Regions from separate parts of the Xenopus laevis genome. Here region 1 is linked to region 2. Evidence: chromatin contacts called from public Hi-C data. All regions are on one chromosome and are shown on one strand. Each heading gives the region's core, a stretch centred on a gene start, on an enhancer-like site or on the middle of the called end of the contact. The rest is flanking DNA. Distances are from core to core; before and after follow the strand shown. Region 1 holds the start of hsdl1.L (inactive hydroxysteroid dehydrogenase-like protein 1). Region 2 overlaps LOC108714002 (5-hydroxytryptamine receptor 3A).

Region 1 (3,787 bases), core at 1,161-3,660, 130 kb before region 2:
GTATAATACCCTTGAATTAATAGCCAGATGGCACAAAGGCAATTCTGTGTATAATACCCCAGAACTCATAGGAAGATGGCACAAAAGCAATTCTGTGTATAATATCCCAGAACTCACTCTATCACTATTTTTTTTGAAGATTAAAAAACAGAATGGCTATTTAAGGGAAGAAAAGGGTGAATGTGGGGAAACAGAAGAGCCAGCCAAATTCTTGCAACAGTTTTGATAAGGAAATATTGGGGAAGTGAACAGAATAAGTAAAGTAATAAACACCATAAAATAAGTTAAGGGGGATTTGTATTCAGCATTCGTGTGCACAGATGTTGGGAGGGGAGAGAAAGGGAATCTGCAGAGTAGGGAAGTACCATCCTGCCTTATGGTCTGTTAGCCAAGTATAGAGCAGCTCCAGCATGAAGACCCCCCCTATCAGGACCCAGTCTGTGTGCCTGAGGGGTGGGAATTTCAGATGACTGTGACAAGCAAGGATCCTGACTGAGTGTTTCTCTGCCTGCTGAACTTCTACAGACTTCATATGCAGATTGGCTGTTTTAATTCTCCACCTCTCCTCTCCTTTACCACATGATTCAAAGCCATTTACAAACTGTGCCATTGCATTTGAAAAAACAAGGGATGGGGCTGCAGGTGTTCTCAACTAAAAATTGATGCCCTGCTCTTTGATGTGTTAGCCCTTTTTCTTTTAAAATTAAATAAATCATTGCAATAAATCTGCCTTTTACGTTACCAGATTGTTGTATTGCCTCGGCACCTTCCTTATACACCCTCCCTCCTTGCTTGCAAAGACTTGTAACTTTCAGTACTCTGCCTGAGCAAGTCCCCTTCCCCCACCTTTGTACTGACCGTGTGGAGCAGTGAAACAGATCTTTATGTAGCCCCTCTGTCTCCTGTACTTCACCTAACAATCAGCTCTTGACTGGTAGGCTGTAAACAGCAGACAGTGCAATATGGTGCTCACTCTGCAATCCACTGATCATGTCTGCTGTTTGCAGCCTGCTAGCCGAGAGCTGATTGTAAGGAGAAGTACAGGAGACTGTGGCTACATATTAAGATCTGTTTCATTGCTCCACACAGTCAGTACAAAGGGCAGGGGAAGGGGACTTGCTCCGGCAGTAGATCAGATGACTCCCAGACAGTAGATCAGGAGCAGCCCATTTAACAAAAAAATAGAGCGGGTAGGGTTTCCACCTGTTTGGTTTTGACCCGAACAGTTCGGGTTTTCTAAGTCCTTTTCGTTTTTCAGCTTTATGAAACCCGAACAATAATCTTTCTTGATAACCAATTTCTGTATAATGGATCCCAAAACATTCCGAAAACTGAACAGAAATTGAGGCATTTGCATTAAGTGATGCACTAACCCCACCCCGGCGTCATAACACCACTGACATCATTGTTCCTTCCTCTGATGTCATCATGCCCACCCCCATCATCACTGCCCGACCACCAATGCTATCTGCCCCTCCCCCTGTACAGATTTAGCCTCTAGCAATGGTGGCAACCCTACGCCTCTGGCATCTGCCCATACGGACAGATTGCCAGTCCATGCCTGCTGGGAACCAAACCAAAAAGATTACAATTTGTCTGGGGAACTGGCATTTACTGCTGTGTGTCTATTAGGGCTCTTACACACGGCCGTTCCGACCTGCGCTCCCCTGCGTTCCGTTTTTTGGCGTTCAGCCGCAGGGGAGCGCAGGAATAGACGCAAGTCATTATTTGAAATGGGGCTGTACTCACTCAGGCGCGTGTAGGCGCCGAACGCAGGAAAAATGCAGCATGTTGCGTCTGAACCTGCGTTCGGCGCCTACACGCGCCTGAGTGAGTACAGCCCCATTTCAAATAATGACTTGCGTCTATTCCTGCGCTCCCCTGCGGCTGAACGCCAAAAAACGGAACGCAGGGGAGCGCAGGTCGGAACGGCCGTGTGTAAGAGCCCTTAAACACCAAAAGGTGGGAAAGTGCATGGAGTGACATCTTCAATGATAATTAGACCAAAGTAAGACATGCATATAATTAGCTACCAATTAACCCAAACAAATCCACCAAAAGAAAAAAAATCTAAATAAATATCATGTGGCAACACTAAGATATCTTATCATAACAAAGATATACTTTTAAAACCATAAATATTCCAATTCAAAAAACCATTGTAACTTCATATAAACAATGCGCTATCTCACTATGTGTTACAAATGCTTATTCACAAAAGTTATACAAGAGAACCACTCACAGATATTCTACATGTTGCACATTAAGTCTCCATAATTATTATAAATTAATAGAAAGTAATCCTAGAAAATAACTCACAAAAGATCAGAGAGTCAGTCTTAAAAAAAAGAGTACTGCAGTCTGCATTGGCTCACAACAGATCAGTCAGTCTGTGGGAGAAATACTGCTGTGTGTGTGAATAGGCAAGGGGGTGTTACCAGGGGGTAGAATCAGCTGCAGCAGTTGCTATGGACTACTAGTGGTAGCTAGCTACCTTGTCAAAATTCAAGGCCAGAAAATACTAACTTCTAAAGTTCATTGTTAATCTCACATATCAATACTTAATATTAATGCCAAATTAGTTACATAAAGATAGAAAAAGTGCTTTGAAAAATAAAATAACCACTTGTGCAACGTAATGCTCAAAGTTAATACACTGACTTTACTTTAAGAGCTACCACCATTTAAATGAGTAAACAACCGTACATCAGTACAGACAAAAAAGATTTAACAACACAGAGCAGAGCTAGAACTGTGCAAAAAAATACATTTTTTTATAGCATCAACTTCAAGATACATAGAATTATAGTACTTATATAGCGCAACACTTATATTGTATCTTGCTCTCCAGATCTTGTGGAAAGGCAATAAATTCAAAGTGTTTGTAATCATAATAGAGGGCACCAACTCACAAGAGAAAATAGCATAAGATTTTACATGGGGTCTGCCAACTACTGTATTAACAGGACCAATATAAGTAGTCTATTGACAAACTGGGGCATATGACCACATAATACAAAGAATATACAATTCTATCAGCGGACAAACAGACTGGGGGTTCGTATGTGGTGTGGGATACTAGATGGGGTTAGCCACCTCTTACATATACAGGACCATAATAGTTAGTCCTCTTCACAGGGGCATATGACATCTCATCCATTCAAAAAGAATGTCAAACGGCAGTATATATATATATATATATATATATATATATATATATATATATATATATATCCAAAGTCATCTGTCACAGAAAGAGGTGTGTCCACTAAGAGTGTGACTGGATTCCCATCCATCACAATATTATCTCGCTGTCATCACATCACATAGATGGTAAGATTAATAATTGTACAAAGGCACATAAAGGGATGCTATACCATGATCATAAAAGACAAAAAATAAAAACAGAAAAAAGGAAAAAGAAGAAAAAGGAAAAGTAAAAGGAAAAGATATATATTCATATCTTTCAGTGTTAGAGCCAACTATAAAGCAACCACCACAAAGAATGTGCAAATTCCCAAAAAACTATAGCCATGGCAAATTGTAACCCCATATCACAATTCATATAAATGGCAGTAAATTTCAATAAAAAGAGGCATGAGAAATAAGTTCTTTCAGTCCCCTAGGGCTCAGGGTATCCAATCGATGTATCCATTTAAGTTTTGTTTGTAACCTTTCACGGGCACAAAGTCTATGATCATACATTTTAAACAAGATAGAGTATGTTTAAGTTCTAGAATATGTTTTGCCACTGGAGTGTCATCCTCAGGGCCGGAACTAGGGGTAG
Region 2 (3,745 bases), core at 1,088-3,587:
TTACGTTACTGGCTTAGCCTCCTCCTCACTTACATTAGGGGGTCTATAGCATACTCCTACAATTAATTTGCTGGACTCTTTACAATTGGTTAAGAACTCCACCCATACGACATCTGCCCACTCATTTTCTAACATCACCTTCTCATTTATATAAGCTTTTAAATCCTGCCTAACAAATGGACATACCACTCCTCCTTTTTGTACTGCCCATTAACATTTGTTCATTAACATCTGCTCATTTAGTGAGGTCAGATGAGTTTTAGGGACTTCCATCTCTTTAATATTGATGCCAATTTCACAGTCTTTAAGTACAGGCTGGACTACTGTTATAACAATCATTTGTTTAATTAAATAAAGAATACAATTAAAAAACATTATTTCCAGAATTCTTTCTTCTTTTAAAAATCTATGTCCATGTGGCCCAACTTACAACTGTGACAATGAATTTAATGCTCATGGAGATGATGTGCAGACCCCTAGTCCAGCCCTGATTATGAACTTTAGTTATTATGTCTTAAACCTGTATCTGTATGATGCTATTTAAGTTACTGGAAGAATACATTGTATTACAGACACAGATGTTAGTCAAGGGCTGCGACTTGCTGTACTGGTCTCACCAGAACATCTGCTCTAATCTGCAGCTCCAGGTCACTGAACAGCTTTTCTATCCAATTGAGTAACTGCCAAATTGTATTCTGTGTGTCCTTATATGTCCCAGTTTCTATAGCTGTGAATCAAAATAAAAGCATAAGGAAAGGTGAAGGAAGGTGTGAGGCACCCCTTCCCCAGTGATTCCAGTCACTTACCTGTTACCCTGGGATAGTGCTCCTCTTTATTTAAAAAACACACTACCCTGGGTACAAAGTGCATCTGTTAAGTGAGATAGTTTTGATGATATTCTCCTGTGAAAAGTTACATAGTCAGATGTAAAACAGTGGGCTTTAAGTAAAGTATAAGTACATATATAATATACAATTCGAAGTCATCTCAGATCATTCTTAGGCGTGGATTTTGATTTAACGGGTCTTAAACAGATAACTTCCCATTTTTAGCCAAATATATGAAACCATTACTTGTGTCTATATATCCTGCAAAGAAATCAAACAGGATCTGTTGAATTTAACAACAATGTAAAATATCAGACTGGTAATATGTATTATACACAATTAAACAACCTACATGCATATTATATTATTACCATGAAACATATGTCTAATAATGACAAATGCCCTAATTGCAAAGCTAGTTAAAGTAAACAATTACAGATAATCAGAAGTTATCTTTTACTGTTCTCGGGCAGACAGAACAATGAAAACATCCCTGATTGGCTGCTATGACTAAAACTGACCATACATGATTAGATTTGGTCGGGCATTTTGGCTGATTAACCAGATGATCTTTCCTTTTTCAGTCAGTGGGTGCATGGTGCAGATGAAATAAGTTGCACGACCTTCACTTTTCTGCAGTTCTGATTATTTCAGCGGTTAGCCCAAAAGAAAAGAACAATGCTAGGTGGCTATGTATGTTTATGCCTTCTTGTACAGTATACTCCAACTTGACCCCTTGGTCATTTGGATACCATGGAGGATTGACCAGTGTACCTTTGCTAGACAATGGCACACGTTGTCACTAGCACAAACTATCACCAACTGACACCAGTAGACACCAAATACCACCATCTGAAACCAAGGAGGTTATTTACTAAACTTTGATAAAACTCAGAATCTGAAAATCTGCCATCTCAAACCTGCTTAGGTCATGTAGAAGTCAATGGCAGATGTCCCTTTTACAATTTGAAGATATGGTGATCTGCCCTGGGTTTCGTCTGATAATCTGTAAAATTTGGGGTTTTCGGGCGATAACCTGAAAAAAAGAGTGATTTGGGAGTAAAATCCGAAAAATATGTATGTTTCAAGTTTTTGCTCCTTTTTTTCAACCCTTTTCCTGCACCGAAATTTTCGAGTTATTTTATTGATAAATAAATTAAAATCATGGATGGGACTTTGGTCGAGCTTGCTTTAATAAAAAGATGAGATAAATTAAAGTTTTAATAAATAACCCCCCAAATGTCACAAAATGGACAATGAAACCAACTTTCACCAGCTGTTACCAATGGACATTGAGAGGACTGAAATTAACTGGCACAAACATATACTGAGAGCAACTATCACCAACTGTCCCCAACTGGACAATAATACAAACTGACACTTTGGGGGGTCATTTGCCAAAACTGGTGGTTGAGTTTCTGTGTCAGTGCCTCCCTCCCACCCCTGCTGTTGGCTGCCTCTGCTCGAGCCACTTGTTTCATTGTGGTGGCTGAAAATTAGGAGGCAAAACGAGCCAGAATTAGGAAATTCCATGCAGCAGACCTTTGTTCCCCGAGCCCCCCCACGACTGCGGGCTCTGCAGTATGCCATTGGTTGAGGGGCCCCCTGAGGTAATATCTCTGGTCCAATGCTGATTTGGTTAGATCAATTTACCTTCAAATACAACAGTTTATAGGTTCCCTGTTAAATATATACAGCTCTGATCTAAAAATATACTGCTTCATGCTCCCTATTCTTATATAGTGTAATTAAAGTTCATTTTGCTTGACTAATGTGATAAAATAGGATTTTGAATAATTTTTTTGGGTGACGGCCACCCTTTAATATAAGATTCAGCATTATATGCAATACCAAATACTTGGTAAATTATATGCCTGTACAGGGTATTTTATGTGAGTGAAGAAACCCTGAAGTGTAAATTTCAATTTGGTGGCCATAATTTCATAGCTGCCAAGGACAGGGCAAGAACCATTGAACTTTTCAAAAGGGTACAGTGTCATTTACTTTACCTCATGTGTTATGAATACCAAGGATATGACTAGTCCATCTGGAAGTGAAAGAAAAAATTTGCTTCTCTAGTAGTTTTTCACACTAAATACTGTACACCTTACTTAGTTAAATCATGAGCTGAAGTAGGGCTATGTTCTTTCTGGATTTGTTTTATTGAATGGCCAAGGATTACATGTTACCCACATACTCCCTCTAGCTGAAACTAATAGCATACAGCATGTGAGCAGCAACCATTTAATTTTATTTGCTATACAGGTTTATAACTTGGAACAGTTAGGAGCATTTTTTTTTTAATAAGGGGTCTGTTTCTCCTTTAAGTCTACTAATATACAGTGCACACAGTACCTCCAATGTCTTCTCATTGTAATGGTGGTACTGACCCTTAGACACAAGCAAAGCACCCCACTATACCAGAAAATGAGGAGCTACACACAGTCACTGTCATGTGGATTGGAAGCATACCCCATTAATTTAACCACTCACCAGTGCACAGTGCAACATTCACAGAGCTCTTAACTCCCCCTATTTTCCTGGTAGTTACCTCATTTATGTCACTACCACACTATATCACAATATGGTAATGTGTATGGCAAGTGAGCGTTCTGGTGCGAGGAAAGGCCTGGCTGCACACCACAGATTCCGCTGCTATGGCTCTCTCTTTCAGGTTGACAGCCTTGTATTTGGAGGTACAAAGAACAAATCAAGTATGTTGGCTAAAGAGCCCCCATTTGAGGCTTGGAGACCAGCTCAAATACCCATTCTACCCTGTCACTAAACAAACTGACTGCAATGCAATCATTCCAATCATTTCATTGCAGAACCTGATGTAAGAACTAACATTTACTCTAATAAGAAAATATATTTTCCTTGTAAAGTCACCTGTCCTGCTGCTGATACACATTGCCATT

The links. A called contact is a pair of places that touch in the nucleus more often than the background predicts.
Region 1: a contact with region 2 is called in a Hi-C map of the XL177 cell line, with 3 times the contacts expected there. The contact joins the promoter of hsdl1.L here to the enhancer-like site in region 2. A contact is called at or near these places in 2 of 4 Hi-C or Micro-C datasets (the XL177 cell line and the XTC cell line).

What each region holds. Positions count from the first base shown.
Region 1 is chr4L:41,004,932-41,008,718 of Xenopus_laevis_v10.1, reverse strand. It overlaps hsdl1.L (inactive hydroxysteroid dehydrogenase-like protein 1), which reads right to left and starts at 2,410. Exons shown (of 5, transcript XM_018257816.2): 1 at 2,320-2,410.
Region 2 is chr4L:40,876,158-40,879,902 of Xenopus_laevis_v10.1, reverse strand. All of the region lies in intron 1 of LOC108714002 (5-hydroxytryptamine receptor 3A), which reads right to left. Among protein-coding and RNA genes, the nearest start is that of LOC108714002, 9.9 kb to the right of the region's middle. Within about 2 kb of position 2,337, at least 1 of the 7 cell types and tissues checked has an H3K27ac peak or open chromatin away from gene starts, as enhancers often do.